Linked DNA regions of Sus scrofa: regions 1, 2 and 3 are each linked to region 4. A link is a contact called in public Hi-C and targeted proximity ligation data. All regions are on one chromosome and are shown on one strand. The core of a region is the stretch at or near the end of the contact, and the rest is flanking DNA. Distances in the headings are between cores, read along the strand shown.

Evidence for each region. Hi-C and Micro-C count contacts between places; a contact is called where the count stands out from the background.
Region 1: a targeted proximity ligation map of alveolar macrophages shows a contact between it and region 4. A contact is called at or near these places in 2 of 5 promoter capture datasets (fetal liver and liver), 4 of 47 Hi-C or Micro-C datasets (heart right ventricle, liver, retroperitoneal adipose tissue and 1 more) and 2 of 2 datasets of targeted methods (alveolar macrophages and skeletal muscle).
Region 2: a contact with region 4 is called in a Hi-C map of skeletal muscle, with 9 times the contacts expected there. A contact is called at or near these places in 12 of 47 Hi-C or Micro-C datasets (embryonic fibroblasts, epiblast stem cells, fetal skeletal muscle and 6 more) and 1 of 2 datasets of targeted methods (skeletal muscle).
Region 3: a targeted proximity ligation map of skeletal muscle shows a contact between it and region 4. A contact is called at or near these places in 1 of 5 promoter capture datasets (fetal liver), 3 of 47 Hi-C or Micro-C datasets (fetal heart ventricle, heart right ventricle and liver) and 2 of 2 datasets of targeted methods (alveolar macrophages and skeletal muscle).

The regions. Positions count from the first base shown.
Region 1 is chr4:117,883,299-117,887,782 of Sscrofa11.1, forward strand. DBT (lipoamide acyltransferase component of branched-chain alpha-keto acid dehydrogenase complex, mitochondrial) reads left to right here and starts at 1,359. Exons shown (of 11, transcript XM_003481505.4): 1 at 1,359-1,512. The coding sequence starts at 1,462.
Region 2 is chr4:118,290,775-118,295,172 of Sscrofa11.1, forward strand. It overlaps a transcript of FRRS1 not described here. Among named protein-coding and RNA genes, the nearest start is that of FRRS1, 38 kb to the right of the region's middle.
Region 3 is chr4:118,262,815-118,267,123 of Sscrofa11.1, forward strand. It overlaps AGL. Among named protein-coding and RNA genes, the nearest start is that of FRRS1, 66 kb to the right of the region's middle.
Region 4 is chr4:118,087,959-118,092,565 of Sscrofa11.1, forward strand. MFSD14A (hippocampus abundant transcript 1 protein) reads right to left here and starts at 2,416. Exons shown (of 13, transcript XM_013997351.2): 1 at 2,177-2,416. The coding sequence starts at 2,260.

The DNA.
Region 1 (4,484 bases), core at 109-2,608, 210 kb before region 4:
CGTGGGGAATTCCCCGTTTTGGCTCCATGGGTTAAGAACCCTACATGGTGCGGGTTTGATCCCTGGCCTCACTCAGTGGGTTAAGGATCTGGAGTTACTGCAAATTTCGGTGCAGGTCCCACGTTGCTGTGGCTATGGTGTAGGCTGGCAGCTGCAGACCCATAGCCCAGGAACGTCCATATGCACAGGTATGGCCCTGAAAAGAAAAGGGAAAAAAAAAAAAAAAAGAGGAAGAAGGTGTTATAGGGACCTTGGGAAGAAAAATAATTCAGTTCAAAGGCATAGCTACTTTACCTCTTTATACAAACACAGGCATATAGTATATTTTTAGTACCTATAAAATATTTTGTTGGAAAGTTAAAAAAATCAAAGTAGCAGAAGAGAGAGAGAGAATACACTGAAAGGCAAATAAGGCAAAAGTCTGACTTTGAGTAATATTAGTGAATTTATGAAATACATGAAATTTTGTTTTACAGCCACTCATCTTCAGTGTTGAGGATTTATGATTTTTCCTTTGTTCTGGCCTTTTCCTCTGTAATTCTTTAGACATCTGTACAGATTTTCATTCCTATTTAAGAGGCTAGAATAGAAAAGTATCATCCTGGACATTTCTACCAATTAGTTTCCTAGTTGCTGTGAGGAGGATTGACAATTAAAGCGCTAATCTTTTCTTTATCGGTTTCACCGACATCTATTCGGCATTTCTCCATGAGGCAGGTAAATCCAGGTACTGTGTCTGTGATGTATATTGCCTGTGTTGGGTAGCAACATCGTGCAGCATTATCCCAGAAGGAGAGGTAACCTCGATGACGTTTATCTCAAACCTGGTAGTCTTGTTCATCTTCCATGAAAAAAAAATCTAAAAGCCAATTTCAGTAACCAAGAACTTTCAATGAAGTGAGAAATGCCAGGCATTAGGAAGTATTCCAGCATAGACTTGACTCCACCATGGGTACAGACCCTTGCTACAGAGTACAGTACCGTCTCCTGTAACCAAGGTGGTTATATTAACAAGCTGAAGGAATGTTTCTGTTTTGTTTTGTTTTTTTTCCTTCCTACTTATCCTGCAGATCTTACTTCAACCTAAATTTCTCCAGGTGAATACCCTTCATGTTTCTTTAACATACTCTATTTCCTCCGTTACTTGGACCGAAAAGACGATCGTGAGGGCACATTACTTACACAGCAGTGCTTTACTCAGAAGCGTCACGGAAATTAAATTTGCACTGCCCTCCTCCCCACTTGGCTCCCCTCCCCCAGGCTCTTTCCCTCTCCGCAGGGCGCCCCGCCCCCTCTGGGGTTATTCTCAGCCCCGCCCCGCTCCCTGGTTGGCTCTTGGGTGGGAGGCTCGTTCCTTCGCTCTCCACCCGAGGCTTGGGGGAGGCGCGTTTTCCGGCTCCGGATAGGTCCCCGCCGGGGCAGCTCGTCCAACCCCGGAGCAGTTGTCATTTCCGGAGTAAGATGGCTGCAGCGCGTGTGCTGAGGACCTGGAGCCGCAATGCTGGGCGGCTGGTAAGCAGGTTGGGCAGATCTGAGGTCGGGAAGATGTGGTTGTCCGGCGTCACCTGGGGGAGGTGTGTTAACTTTGTCCTCCGAGTGCCTCGCGTGCAGGTCTCGCGTGATGGAAAGGTGGAGGGATGTGTGCACAACGAAGGGCAGCGAAGGTGGCGAGCCAACCTGGCTGGAGACCCAGTTTCTCTCCTTACCTGCGTGCGCTTCTGAGGTAACCCGGTCTTCCTCCCGCTCCATCTGAACCCCAAAGCCCAGCTCGACTTTGGCCCAGTAGCCATTCACTGAGCACCCTCTGGGTACCGGGCACTGGAGGTACGGAGATATACTATATTCATTCAGCATTTATTGAGCATCTCTTTGTCCCGGACGCTGGTAATTACGACTCCTGCCCTCGAGGAATTTACAGTCCAGAGGAGGAGACTGGGCAAGGAAACAACTCCTTAAGTCCTTGCTTGAGCAGCGGAGAGGTTCAAGCTTTGTTCTTTGGGCTTATACTTGCCTCCTACATCTGCACCGGTATCTTTCCAAACTTTTGTATCACCAGAGTTACCATTCATCACTATTTCCCCTTCTTGTCTCCCCTTTGACACAGTTCCCTTTGCTGAGATGAAACTGTTAACATCCCTGTAAGCATAGTGTTTCGTCCTATTTGCATAGCGTTTATCGTCCTGAGTCCACTCTTTTGGATTTTTCTACAGTGTTCGACCCCTGACGTTACAAAACCTTTCAAGAGCCTGCTATGTAGCAGGTACAGTGCTAGGAATTGGGGATGCAAATGTGAATAAGACTAGACTGAACTCTACCCTCTCAGTTTAATTACAGCCGTGCTGTCTGGCACAGGGCAGAGAGAGAAGGATATTAAACAAGCAATTACAGCACAGCACGAAAAGATGAGGCAAATGCCCAGAAAATACTGTGAGATTTGAAATTTGTGAAAACTAAGTAGGAGGTAACCAGAAGAAAGCCTGCCTTCTTTTGAAAGCTCTTCATCCTTGTTTTCTCTGACACCAACTTCCCGATATTACTCTTCCCACATCTTTGAACACTTGATCCCAACCTCCTCCTTTTTCCCTGCCTAACTGGTAAATATTGGTGTTTCTAAAGGTTCTGACTTGGCAGTCTGTATTTCATGCACGTCCTGGGTTACCTCATCCAGTTCTTTGATTTAAGTTGCCATTTATATGCTGATGATTCCTGAAGTTCCCATCTCTGAGCCAGCTCTACTCCAGACCTATCATATGTCTTACTCTCCTGGAAATCTTCAAATTGAATGTGTATTAGGTGTTTGTCAGCTATTAAGTAATAAACCCAATCAATATGTACATGTGTATACAAATAAGTACCTGTGTTAAGTACCTGTGTATACAAAACACCTGACAGGTGGCACCTGGCACTGATTAAATGGTTCATCCTTATCAGGGTTCTTATTTCATCAGTTCATTTGGCCTTTCTCTCAGGATCACGGGACGGCTGCTATAACTATGTGTTCAAAGAAAGAAAGAAAGTGTTGAAACACTGAGACTCACTGGCTAGAACTGTGTTACAGGGGAGCTTGGAAGGGCTAGTCTTGAGCCATCTCACAGTGTTTGCTCTAAGGCCTCCAAGCCGCATTAGACCCTAGGCTCTGTAACTAAACCCTCAAACCTGGTTCTCTTGATTCTAGCCTGGAAGTCTCTCAAAAATCTAGTCCCTGGAGTTCCCGTCGTGGCGCAGTGGTTAACGAATCCGACTAGGAACCATGAGGTTGCGGGTTCGGTCCCTGCCCTTGCTCAGTGGGTTAATGATCCGGCGTTGCCGTGAGCTGTGGTGTAGGTTGCAGACGCGGCTCGGATCCCACGTTGCTGTGGCTGTGGTGTAGGCCGGTGGCTACAGCTCCAATTCGACCCCTAGCCTGGGAACCTCCATATGCCGCGGGAGCGGCCCAAAAAGACAAAAAAAAAAAAAAAAATCTAGTCCCTGTCTCCAATTACAGATAATCCCTAGATCTTCCTAAACTGGGCTTCTACCTCTTATCTTGTGCCTTGCCAACTCATTCTCCATAGTGTTGCCAGAGTGATCTTATGGTGTAAGACATGCATTTGAGAATGTCATTACCTTGCTTAAAACTGATTTCAGCAAAATCCTTAGAATTCAGATGACTGTGAAGCAATTTATGAGCAATTTCCAATCTCTCAGGCCTCATTCCTTGCTAAAACTCACCCGCTCAACCCTGACACTGATGCTTTACTATCAGCCCACACTAATAACTACACCAGAAGTATATTGAACAATTTCAGTTACTTGAACACAGACTGTTCTCTCCCTCTCTGAACTCCAAACCTCTGCACATGCATTTCCTCTGGTTTAAAGACTTGCCTTAATCCTCTAACAGTCTTATCTGCAACACATCTCACCTATGGGTGACTCCTTCTCATCCCTTAGATCTTACTTCAAGTTCACTTTCTACAGGTAGGGTCCCTCCTTATGTTTTCTTAACACTGTCTCTCCCATTTTAACACTGTTGTAATCGCCAGGGTTATTTTTACTTTTTACAGTATGGACTGTTCCTTCCATAAGGGAAGGAATCACATGAATTTTGTTCTCTAAGTGCCTGGTACATAGTATGTACTCGATAAACATTTGTTGAACAACTCAGTAATAAGTCTTCTTTTTTCATCTGTTGTAAAAATTATAAGCAACAAGAGGTCTTATCACCTATAGTGAATTATTAAGAAACGCTTATGTTGTGTTTATACTCCATATGACATCATGCATTTGACTCTTGATTAATTTACCCTATCATCTTGAATTTTTCTATTTTGACTGTCTTCCTCCAGTAAAGTGTAAGAAATTTGAATTCAGAGACTCTATTCTGTATCTTATTTAGCTTTGAATTCCCAAGTGCAAGCAATCCTGTCTTAAGTTGTGCTCAGCAACTGCCTGTTGAATTATTACTAATTTATTTCCTTATTATATGAATCTGCTAAACCTTC
Region 2 (4,398 bases), core at 1,132-3,631, 200 kb after region 4:
GAGAAATTTGAATGATGACTATGAAGTTTGTACTTTATTCCATGAGCAGTAGGAAGCCACAGTTTAACAAGTGATATGATCAAAGCTGTTTTCAAAGAAGATTAATCTGACAGAGACTTCGAGGGGGTGAAATTGGCAGTTTAGTACTGGTCTGGTTAGGAGGCTATATTAATAGTCAGGAAAGAGGTAATGAGAGCCTGAGCTATAATAGTGGTAGCGGATATTCACTCATAAATCAAACATTGACCTTTCTCAATGCACAAGCACTCTAATGGGAAAACATACAAATAAACTGGTAATTACAATATAGGGGGATAAATGCTAGAATAAGATTCAATTCACCAGAATAGATACACCTAACAAAACATACTTACTATTTATAAAGCAAAAGTGGATAGAACTACAGGGAGAAATTGATAAGTCTACGATCACAGTGGAATATGTCAACGCACATCTCAAAATTAATGGTAGGTTAAGGAAACAAAATATTGGTAAAGACACAAAATTTGAATAATGGAAGTAACTGTATTGATATTGGCTGAAATCAGAGAAGAGCATCTCTCAGAGAAGACCATATCCAACAACTGGAGAATGTACATTAAAATGCTCTCTCTCCTTTTCCCTTGCCCTAATTCTCTTTTATAGTCACCATTTCCCAACTTTTGAAAAGAAATACCTCTTATCCATCCCAAATGTTTCCTGATACAGCACCCTGGGGTCTAAACTCTTCAGAAGGACAACAAACTGTTGGTGTTAGAGAAGGCTCTTATAACCATAAACCTTCCACAGGTCATTGTCTTTTCCTCTCTTAGATGAATGTCTGGCAAGGATGAGGCATGGCCTTTGGAAGGAGTTGGTTTGATCCTTGTTGGGATGTTCCCAATTCAGTAGCACGGGACAGTTGGAGTTGATGACACTTGTTGTTTGACTGCCTTATCTCTTTCATACCCTCACTATTACTCAATAATGAGCTCCTCCTGAGGGAGTCGTATCAGAGCTACACACTCACTCAGGTGGATGAGAGAGGGGGCAGGGAGGACCTGGCAGAGCTGGCCGCAGTGCTGCAGTCCTAATACTGTAGCCGTAGCCTGGCCAGTCAATGGGCTGGAGCCCCTAAAGGCTTTCCCTGGCAAGGAGCACCCCCTGAGAGAGAAACTGGGAGGAAATTAACCAATAACCGCCAGTAACGATGAAACAGAAAGAAGCTTTTCTGAACTATCAGTAACAAAATGTATCAACTGTGTTGAAAAAGTCTTGATTATCTTTCTGTTTTTCTCATAGAAAATGATACAAAATGGCATTGTCATTTGAAGAAATGATTAAAAATAGCAAGTCAAAATGTAGAAAAATTATTATAGAGTATTAATTTTGTTATATTTTTCTCGGTTGTATGATATTTGTGGAATTTATCATCCTTTTAAAATGTATAATTTGTTGTGATTTTTGTTTTCATATTACGTAAATATTTGCCCTCCTAATTTTAAAAGTTTATAATGTATGCTTTTAAAAAGAGGTCTGCACCTCATATTTTATAGACTTTGGGCTAATGAAACTCAAATCCATCCTAGGACCTGATACTTATATTTCTCTTCCTCTTTGTCTTTGTTTTTCTCATTATTCCTTTTTCTTAAAAATAGACATACTAATTTATAAAAAAAAAAAAAAAAAAAAAAAAAAAAAAAAAAATCCTTTTTATTTTATTTTTTTTTTTCATGCTCTTTTCCTAACAAAACTTTCATTCTCATCTACGTATGTATAAAAACAAAGTTTTTAATGCTATAAATATAAATGAAAAATAGGAATAGCCAAATCCTGACTCATTCTAATAATAAAGTAATATTAACCCAAGGAGAATTTAACTTTTAACCATATTAAAAAATATCAGATGGTCAACTTAAAAAAATTGTGAAGGATGTGTTATTTTTTAAATTTCTTTTAAGGATACACAAGCAAAAACATTTGGAGACAACTGATCTAGGTGAATAAATATGGAAGGCTGTATAAATCAATCATGCAAGTCCTTTAAGGGCGCTGCTATCTATTTTTAACTGTCCTTTGGCAGATTTCAGCAGACAGCTGTATCAAACAGATGGCAGTGGCCCGAGCGTGTGAACGCTGCTTTGGCCCACTTATTTCCAGTTGCAAAACCTTTACAAATCCTAATATTTAAACAAAGTAATTCAGGCTAACATTTTTATAGTTTGGGGTGGAAATAACTCCCATTAATGGCTTAGAACAGAACACAGTCTCTATTGGCGGAAAAGTTCTGGTCCATTTCCTTCAGGGCCCTCTTTTTATTTGTCCAGAAGTCCTTGTGTGCTGGTTATCAGTACTTAGGAGCAAGCGAGGGTGAGGCTGGGGTTGATCTAGTCCACCTTGGTGCTGCAGTGTTGACATGTCAGCACTGGAGGTGCCTGCCTTCAGTTCAGAATCCCTCCCCGCCCCCGCATAAACCCCTCTTTTGGGCTCCCTAGGAGCTGGAGCACCAGCAAGAGCTGACTTGAGGATAGGCAGTCTCACTTCCCTCACGCTGTTCTTGTAGAAAGAGTCTGTTCAAACTGACCATCACTCCAGAATCATGGTTCTTTTTATTTCTCCCTCCAGCCGTTTTCCCCAGGGGTTGACTCTGTCAGGTCTCTCTGGGAGAGAATTAAGAGAGTTAATTGGAAATTACTAATCCTGCAAGAAGCAGGAGAGCGGCCTTTTATTTCTCAGATGTTCTGTGACAGAACATGCAGATCTAGCCTGGAACTGTCATGAAAGTATGATGATGGAAGTATTAGGAGAGCTTGGCTTGTACCCCCCTGGCATTTGGGGCAAACATGAATATGGAGCCCGGTGCCCATTTCTAGTCTGGAGATTTCTGAGAGTCTCTCTGGAGGTTGTGGCACTTGAGGAGAGTGTGACAAAGTAGACATAAAAAAAAGGCGACATCCCTTATCATATCTGTTTGAAGAAGACCTGAAGGTTCTTGAGGCTTTCAGAAAAAGCAACGTCAGACATAGGGAAAACAGGTTGCCATGTGGGGAAATAAATTTGCTCTTCTGGTCCTTAGACATGCACAATACCTAGGATTTCCTGGCATCTACTGCCACCATGTGGGTATTTACATTTATTGAATTCAGACTTGAATATTTCCCTGTTAAGGCTGGTCCTAAGCCAGAATATGAAGAATTTTTATTTTAGGGGCTGTTCTAGTACCCTTCAGCCTCAGGTTGGCTCCTAAGTCCCCTCTCAGTTCCTGTGCTCTCAGACTCACAGTGAGGTTCCATCATTAACTACCCTTCTCATCTATAGCCTCTGGCAAAGCAGTATATGAAAGCCGTGCTGCTGATACCTCATGACTTTGAGTTTCTGATAAATCAGTGTGAGGCAGAGAGACTCTGAAATGGTCCCCAAATATCTGTTTCCTGGTCTTCTTGCCCTGTGTAACTGTTTTACCTCAAGTGAGGAAGCTAAACTGTGTTTAGCTTCTAACCAGCAGGCTATGGCAGAGGTGATGGGCTGTCAGTTCCATAATTACATTACTGTGATTTCCAGCAGGTCCCCTGACTGCCTTCTTGGCTTGTGTGCATGAAGCAAGCATCCAAGTCCGGGAGGCCCAGTGAAGAGGAACTGAGGGCAGCTGCTGGCTGTCAGTAGGCAGGACAGTAAGGCCTCTAGTCCAGCAGGACATAGATCATTGAATCCTGCTAACAACCATTTGAACTTGGGAGCAGATCCCTCTCCAGTTGAGCTTTCAGATGAGATGCCAGCAACCTTGACTGAAGCCTCAGGAGAGACTCTGAAGCAGTGGACCTGGTTAAACTGTGCCCGATTTTGTGAGATGATAGATGTATGTTTTTAGCCACTGAACATGTGCTATTTTTATACAGCAATAGATAACAAATGCACAGTTCCTTGGTTTTACTTACATTACTCCCCTCTTCACAGAACTGTGAGATAAGTCCTTGGAGATGGCTCTTGGAAACAAATATAACTGACAAACACCACTCTGTGTTCAGAATTGTCCTCCTCCCACCGAAGCTCTGTTACGGAATCAGCTTGTTGTGCTTGATTCCTTCAAGTTATGTTCTCTCTGAAGTGATAACTCAGCTCCTCATACAAAGAGCTCTGTGGGGTCTGCCTAGGTCGTTCTCCAGATAAGCTTAGACAGGCTTAAATGCAATTGGCACAGTTCATCCTAAAGCTGAGAGGTCACACTTTGTCAGATACCTTGTCAACTTCTGGATGCATTATGCCTTGTAGGTATAGTTATTATCATTGATATTAAACTTTATTCTTTATTGATGCTTCAATTGATACCTTGCTGTTCAACGTATAGTACACCCCAGTATCCAATCCCCAACCTGAACTTGGCCCATGCTGCATCTTCTGGTATGTTAGTCTTTATTCCTT
Region 3 (4,309 bases), core at 832-3,331, 170 kb after region 4:
AAAAACCTTGGTTTAATATTTTGTGATAAAGTAATTTAAGTATTCCAAGTTCTGTTTATTTTGATACTTGATTTAATGGTCTCAGATTTGAAAAAATACCACACAAAGATACTCAAATCCCAATGGATAAAGTTCTTAGTGTCAGTGTTTACTAATCCATGACCTTAGCTTTTCTTTTCTTTTCTTTATTTTCTTAGAACTGCACCTGTGGCATATGGAAGTTCCCAGGCTAGGGGTGGAATTGGAGCTGCAGCTGCTGGCCTACGCCACAGCCACAAATGCCAGATCCAAGCCATGCCTGCAACTTACCCCACAGCTCACAGCAATACTGGATCCTTAATCCACTGAGCAAGGCCAGGGATCAAAGCTGTGTCCTCATAGATCCTAGTTGGGGTTGTTAACCACTGAGCCATGAAGGGAACTCCACTAGTTGGGTCCTTAACCCACTGAGCCATAATGGGACCTCCCATGACATCAACTTTTCAATCCCATTCGCCAATTACATTTTTGTAGAAATGTGCTAGTAAATATGTAGATTTCCCTGACATACTATATCAATTGTTTCATAAGCTAATCAAAACATGTCTCATACTTATAAGTGTTACTAAAAAATGTATATTCAAAATGCTCTTGCTGTAGCAAGGGTTGGCAAACTATACTCAGCCTACTACTTCTTTCTGTAAATAGTTTTATTGGAACACAATCACATCACTCATTTATGTATTATCTATGGCTGCCTTCTTGGTACAATGGCAGAGTTGAGTGGCTGCAACAGCAAGCAGATGGACTGCAAATCTGAAAATATTTGTTATCTGAAACCTTAACAGGAAAAAAAAAATGTGCCAAACTCTGTTTTATAGCATCAATTTCCATCAAAAAGTAAACTTTCTCAATCATGTTTACCTCAGAGTTGGACTGTGTTTATTTTTCTGAGAATATTTTCTCAGTATTATACTATTGAGTTTCACATCAGACTTGAAAAGGACAAATCTCAAAGAGCAAATTTCAAACACTTCTAACTCATCTTTAAGTCTGATAATCTCTTGAAGTGAAAGAGGCATTTATGGTTACACTGCCTCTTGTGACAAAGTATTGTAAAGACTCTACTATTGGAGTTCCCGTCGTGGCGCAGTGGTTAATGAGTCCGACTAGGAACCATGAGGTTGCGGGTTCGATCCCTGGCCTTGTTCAGTGGGTTAACGATCTGGCGTTGCCGTGAGCTGTGGTGTACATTGCAGATGCGGCTCGGATCCCTCGTTGCTGTGGCTCTGGTGTAGGGCGGTGGCTGCAGCTCCGACTGGACCCCTAGCCTGGGAACCTCCATATGCCGCAGGAGCGGCCCAAGAAAAGGCAAAAAAGACATACACACAAAAAAGACTCTACTATTGAAGATAATATAACTTGAATATCTGCCTAAGTTGGCTTGGGTAAAAGTGTTATTCATGGCAATATACTGCAAGTAAACCAGTGATGGTGTGACTGTCAACCTTTTAGACCTGTAACTTCCACTCTTCCCTAAGAATAAATTTTTGTTTGTTTATGATACATAGACATACGAACGGAGAGCATCAATGTCAATTTGTAATACTAGCAAAATTCAATTACTTTTTAAAGTAAAAAATAGGGAGGAAGATGGATAGAGAGAAAAGAAAGAAAAATAAAAACAAATCCTACATTCTCTTTCTATATAGAAATAGATCAGTGCATACTCCCAAGGGTATGTATATGTATATATGTGTGTGTGTGTGCTATATATGTATATAGATAGATAGATCTTTCTATCTTTCCACTCTGTAGACCACTAATCCAAATCCCTGAAACTAAATTTTTATGTACAGTAAATGAATTATCAGAATACCTAGAGTATGTCAGCTTCCATAATTAATTGCTCAGTTTGCTAAAATTAGCTTAGCGCAGCAGTACATGGTGTGGGTATCTTATTCCTCATATACTAGGAATACTTTACTCAGATTAGCCTTAGCCGTCCTGCAGGCAACTAAACTAGCAAGATGAGCAATTAAACTCAGTTTGTTACCATAAACTAAGTTTTTCTACCTTGTCCCCTCCGCTAGATGTATACAAACGTGACTCCTAATCAAGGAACCTTTATAAATATGTTCTTTTAGAAAGGAAAAATTGAAATTTGACCAACCTTTGGTAAAAGAATGGAAGATGGGGAGTAATGATTTTACTCATTATTCTGCTACTAAATGAGATAGAAAGTAAAGGAGAGGGCTCTGATTTGGCCCCCAAAGATAATTATTTGGTCTTGTACTTGTTAAATTAGAAGAGTCTATAGAAATATTGGCCTTAAAAATGAGGAGGAATCCTTGCTTAAGGAAAAGTAAAAAGGAAAGAAAAATGAAGAAGGGCATGATAAAAGAACCAAAAATTGCCAGAGCTATTCTTCATACCTAACTGTCCACCAATTCCTATGAATTTTAAAATTTCTCCTACTCTGTCCTCTCTTTTCTTTCAACCCTGATGTAGTTAAACCATGTTTTTAAAATACCTTTCTTGGAGTTCCCATTGTGGCACAGTGGAAACAAATCTGACCAGGAACCATGAGGTTGGAGGTTCGATCCCTGGCCTCGCTCAGTGGGTTAAGGATCTGGCATTGCTGTGGTGTAGGGCCAGCACTGTAGCTCCGATTGGACCCTTAGCCTGGGAACCTCCACATGTCGCAGGTGCGGCCTAAGAAGCGAAATAAAGAAAAATATATATATATATATACACACACACACAAACGTATATACATATACACGTATGTATATACGTATATACGTGTGTGTATGTGTGTGTATATATATATATATATATATATATATATATAGCCTTCTTCATGATTTCTTGTCTCCATTGTCCCTTCCCTTTATCTTTCACAGTTATCTTCTAAAATAATACAAAGGCATCATCACTGAAGTAAAAATTTTACATGTTTCCATTTATATCATTTAGATGAATTTACTGGCTTAACCCAGAGTTACAGAGTCAACCACATCCTTCTTGTTTTGCAAAGCCTTCAGAGTTTCCTCTTCAAATAGCTGGGCTAGTTTTAACTGGCATTTTAGAGACTCACCAGCAAGGATTTACTAGCTGTTGTACATTGCACTAGGTCTGTCATATTGTCATACTCTTCCCATTGTCAGAGATCTTAAACTCTAGTTGCACAGTATAAGACTTACAAGCTTTTTGACTTTGCTACATTGTTTCAGCACTTAACTGTTCTCTGCCAATTGTGTAATCACAAATCAAAGAAAAGAGGTAACAAATTAAGGAAAGGTTTCATGCCAGCTGTGGAATTTTAGCTGAAAGTTGAAAAGGAGAAACACATAAAATGATGGTAAAGGGATTTAAAAGATACAGAAGAATCTGACTGGAGTGGAGGTATAAGAACATACATGAGAAAAGCCACTGGGGAGGAAATTAACAGGGCATCTGTACAGATGGAGGACATGAATAATGAGGAACAATAAGATCATTCTTGGCTAGGGAAGGTGGATTCCCTTACAGGAAATCCTGGAAGTCAGGCAGAGATGTTTAAATTTGACCTTATAAATACCAATTAATAAAAAGAAAAGAGATGGCATGAGAAGATTATTTTAGCATCCACATTCAGGCATATGGAAGAGAGACAGGCAAGCAGAGGCATTTGGAAAGAAATTACTGGTCTTAAAGAGAGATTGCAGTTAAAAGAAGTCATCAAAGAAGAGTACCAAGTTTCTAGCATCGCAAGCTATGAAAATGGAGACATCACTAAAGTAAACACGGAAGCTAAGAAGTAAAGAAAATTTGAGAACTGTGAGGAGATGGTTTTGGACATGTTAAGATTTAAGAAAACCCAAGTGGAGCTATCCTAAGATTCTTCCATAGCACGATACTGGGATGAAGCCAAGACAGCAGGGTGAGACTAGAGAGGTATAGCAATCTAGCAAGGCCTCATATATATTTAGGGCTTTACAGTCAAACATTATTAATTCTCAACCGCAAAACTCAGGAAAGCAGAAAAGCAGAAATTAACACCTTCATATCACAAATAAAGAAATTAATGTTTAGAATGAATGTGACTTGTTCAAAGTCACATGAATTCTTAGCAGCAGAGCCAGGAAAATTCTAGTTCCCTACTCGTCCCATTATAGTCTCTTGCTTCCAAGAAGCAAGCAAAGCTCAAAGCCTTTCTTCCAAAAGGAGTCACAAACATGGAAGTACCAGCTGAAGCCATGAGAATATATAATTCTGAGGCCAGCAAAACATAAAAAGAAAGGATTTCTTGCAGATATACATAATTAAATAAAATGTGGAAAGATGT
Region 4 (4,607 bases), core at 1,166-3,665:
CAGCCTCAGATACCTGATGTTCTTAACAGCAGTCTGACCAATTTTAAGCAGAGAGGCAGAAAAGCAAATGCCAGTTAAAAACTATTTTTATGCCCATAACAGTTGTATTTTCATACATGTACTGCAAAAAATTACCCTGGCACTTTTAGAAATATAACTATCCCCTGATTATATGTAGGAATAAATAAAATTAAAATAAAAATCGTCTTAAGAATGTGCTACTCAACATTTAAAAAATTTAAATGTGTTTTTATCAGTTTAAATTCATACAGTAGGCCCTGCAGAATTAAAAGCTGTGCATAGTCCCTATTCTAAAGAGGTGTCCAGTGATCTTAGAATGGAAAGCTCAGCATAAACGTACAAAGGTAACAAATGATAATACCCCAAGCCCACAGCCCTCAAAAGTAGCTCTCATTTATTCTATGTCCCCTCTTAAAAACATATTGCTGGGGTAAAAAACAATTTTATGTCCAAAAGCAAGCTATGAATTCACCACAACTTTAATAAATCACAAGATAAAAAAAAAGTTAAAATAACCTCTTCCAAATCTCACAGGATTTAACTGCTATAAAGCTAATAAAACAGAAACAACAACCTCCAGAGACAGAAATAAAACTGAACTTAACAAGGAAACCGGAAGGTGTGTTTCTTGATCACAGATTCATTCTTATCTCTTGTAAAAGATACTGATCTTAAGTATCACTTGCTTTTACAAAATACAATCCTTTGCCGATTCTATTTTGTGGGTTTTTATGAAGAATGAAAAATATCAAGTCCCTATGACTGACAAAGGCAATCAGTATTCTTTCATGCTATTTCTTTCCTCACATAGTAGTTCTGACCAACTTGGTCAAAAGAGCCATGACAATTCACAGTTGATTTAATCAAAGTAATGTTTTAATTAATCAAATACAACAAAATTTGAGGACTTGAATTTCAAAGCTTCTTTTTTCACTAAATGTCAAAGTTATGACATCTATACATTTGACAGTTAAGTAAAAGTATATGCTGAAATTGTTCCATATGTCCCAAGTTTTCTAAATTTTAGCAGACTGACTGGGACATATTCTGAAATGTCGAAAGAAAGTTGTTCTTCATTTCAAATGAATACAGCAAAGCCTCACATATTTAGCCCTGTGCTAGTAGTTGAGGGCTCCAACAAAATATAAGCAAATATGGGGGGAAAAGGAACCATTTCTGCCTATTTCTCGGAGAAGTGACATATGCATTTCACTTTTCCATTCTATTTCAGAACATGATATCAAAGAAGGCAACAAAGACTAGAGAGCGTAGCAATGGAGAATTTTCAGCATAAAAAAAGTACAGGCGCGTTATTTTCAATTAAGAGGCCTACGTCCCCTGCTGGTTAACGACACCACGATGCATAAAGTTTACTGTGACGACAACTGTTTCTAAAAAGCACAAATTTTGTCTCGCCCTCAATCGGTCTTCCAATCCTCAGGCCACAACTCCATCTAGTCTTTTTTGTTTTAAAATACACCAGGTGATTTCTGAAGCCCGGGGGTGAGGACTGGCCTGTGAAAACCAGCAGATTCAGGTCTAGGCCCAGGTGTCCTCTGTCCCGCTCCTGCTGCGGGAAGTCAGGGGGAAGCCCACCTTCCGACGGTGTTTACCGTACAGCAGGCAGCGAAGGGCAGGAGCACCGACCCAGGACCGGGAAGGAGAGAGCGAGCGCACGACCCGGCCCCGCCGGGGTCGCCGCGCCAGATGCCACCCCGTTAGCAGCATATGGGAGGGCAGGGACTGCCCCCGGCCGCGGGGCCTGGACGGCGGGGGGGAGGGGGCGGCACCAGCACCGCCCCGGCGACACGGTGGGCCGGCCGGCGACGGAGCCCGGCGTCGATCCCTGCCCGCGGAGGAGGAGCGCGGGGGGCTCGGGGCCGCAGGGCCTCCGGGGGCGACGGCGGAGAGGGCGGCAGGTGCGGGAGAGGCGAGCGGCTTCACCATCCGAGAGGACCGGCCCGGAGGCCGCAGGCCGGCGAGGAGAGGAAAGCCCCCGGAGCAGAGGCACGGGGGCCCGGGAGCCCGAGACAGCGGCACCGCGGGAGGGTAGGGAGGGCGGAGGGCACCCAGGGGCGGCCGCAGGGGGCAGCGCGGGGGCAGAGAGAGATCCGGGCCCCGCAAGACCCTCCCCGGCGCGGTACCCCCGGCTCACCGTGCCTCCGTCCTTAATGATGATCTTCTTGGCCAGCATGATACTGCGGTTCGCGGCCCGTTTCTTCTTCTTCCCCTGGGTCATTTTACCATCCTCGACTCCTGGCGCTGCTGCAGCCACTCCCGGGGCGGCCGGCCCCAGCGGCGAGTGCCGTCCCGCCACTACTGCCGGGCCGAGCCGCTCGGGGCGCCCGCCGCCATCTTGAGGGCCCGGCCTGCCTCCGGCGGCGCGTCACATCGTGCGATCGGCCGACGAGCCCGCCCCGCCCACGTGACGCCGCCCCGCCCACGTGACGCCGCTCCGCCCGCTCGGCCGCCGGGGGGCGGCGCGCGCCTATGCGATCCCGGGCGGAGCGAGCCGCTCACCAGCTCGCTGGATCCTCGCAGCCGCCCGGGCGCTGGGGCCCGCGGAAGTTCCCCGTAACGGAGGAGGAATTGGACATTTCTAAAAGTTACCTGCTCCTGGAAAGAGCCGAGAAACGGTTGCACTGGAATTTTAACCAGACGAGTAGACTCTCTGGGCCGTCCACAGCTGTGTTCTAACCGAGACCAGAGCCGAAGGAAACGGTTCAGAGTTTCCCAGAAATAAGCTGAGTTTTCATAAACAATTTTTTGTCTTTCTGGTGCTGGGGGCGGGAGCGGCCTAGAGCTCAACCGAAGCACCTTTTCTTTATTCTCCGCTGATAGAAACTTACATAACCGGAGTCCCCGTCTGGGCTCAGTGGAAATGAATCTGACAAGTATCCATGAGGACGCAGGTTCAATACCTGGCCCCACTCAGTGGGTTAAGGCTCAGCGTTGCTGTGAGCTGCCGTGTAGACCAGAAGCTACAGCGCCAATTTGACCCCTAGTCTGAAAACCTCCATACGCTGCAGGTGCGGCCCTAAAAGAGAAAAACAAAACCTTACATAACCTAAGTCACACTTTGTAGCCCGCTGCCTGTATTGTTTAACAATCAATTTTGTAGAGTTCCTATCATGGCTCAGTGGTTAATGAATCCGACTAGGAACCATGAGGTTGCGGGTTCCATCCCTGGCCTCGCTCAGTGGGTTAAGGATCCGAAATTGCCGTGGGCTGTGGTGTAGGTCGCAGACGTGGCTCGGATCCCGCGTTGCTGTGGCTGTGGTGTAGGCTGGCAGCTACAGCTCTGATTAGACTCCTACCCTGGGAACCTCCATATGCTGTGGGTGTGGCCCAAAAAAGACAAAAAAAAAAAAAAAAAGGAATGTCAGAAGGGGCCCTAAAAAGCAAAAAAAAAAAAAAAAAAAAGACTATCCTTTTCCTGAAGGAATATAAGCCTTTAGGAGAGAAGGGATGTGGAGCTTGCTACCTGCTCTGAAATAGTTAGGAAATAAGTATGTGAGGAAAGGGTAAGAGAATGATGAAGCAGAACGGAAAGATGTTGAAAAAAAAAATAGTAAATTTGGGTATGGTGGTTTTAAGATATGTTCACAAGTTGAGTGATATTCTTTTCTAGAAGAGGTGGAGTCTAATTCCTCGTGAGGGTGGGCTGGGGTTAGTGACTGTTATCTAACAGGATATGATGGAAGTGACAGCGCTGACTTCATAGTGTAGGTCATAGAAAGTACTCCATCCTCCCACTGGCTCTGTCTTCCTCATTTCTCAGGGCCCAAGCCTAGTGGAAACCAGCCACCAAGACACGAGGACACTTAGGCAGCCTGTGGGGAGGTCCTGTGTCCAGGAACGGAGGCCTCTTACCAGCAAATACGTGAGTGAGTGGTGCTGGAAGCCAGTCCTCCAGTCCTGGTCAGGCCTTTGGCTGACAGCAGCACCTGCCAGCAACCTGCCTGCAACTGCAGGAGAACTTGATCTAGGACTACTACCCAAGTTGGCCACTCCTGGTTTCCTGACTCTCCGAAACTGTAAGATAAAAGTAGTTGTTTTAAGCCACTAAGCATGGGGGTCATTTGGCACACAGCTATAGATAACTAACACACAGGGTAAAGAGAATATCTTCTTTGGATTATTATTACAATTTTTCTGTAAGTTTAGAGTTATTTCAAAATAAAATTGGATTGATTTTCTTTTTTCTATTTCCATAACTGACTAGAAATAGAAAACAAACCGATTTCCGTGGAAGGGAGAAGAAAGGGATTTTAGCCTCATACTTCAAATTATGTTTTTCCATCAATAAGTAAATTCAACATTTGTTTAAAAATATTCTCTTACTGAAAATATTTACTTGAACTCCAACTCGAAGCTTTTTAGAGAAAGTACGATGAGATAGATTTCATAGCTAAATCCCCAGGAGCTTGTTTTGGGTGGATGGAGAGGGCTGGTAAGATCATTTATTGTGTGGTTACTGTTGACTTTTTTCAAAATCATACTTCATCTAGATGCACTGGTTTTATCATCCTTAAGAACTGATCATTGTTCAGTCATTCAAAAAAATATTGAAAGCCTCTAAATGT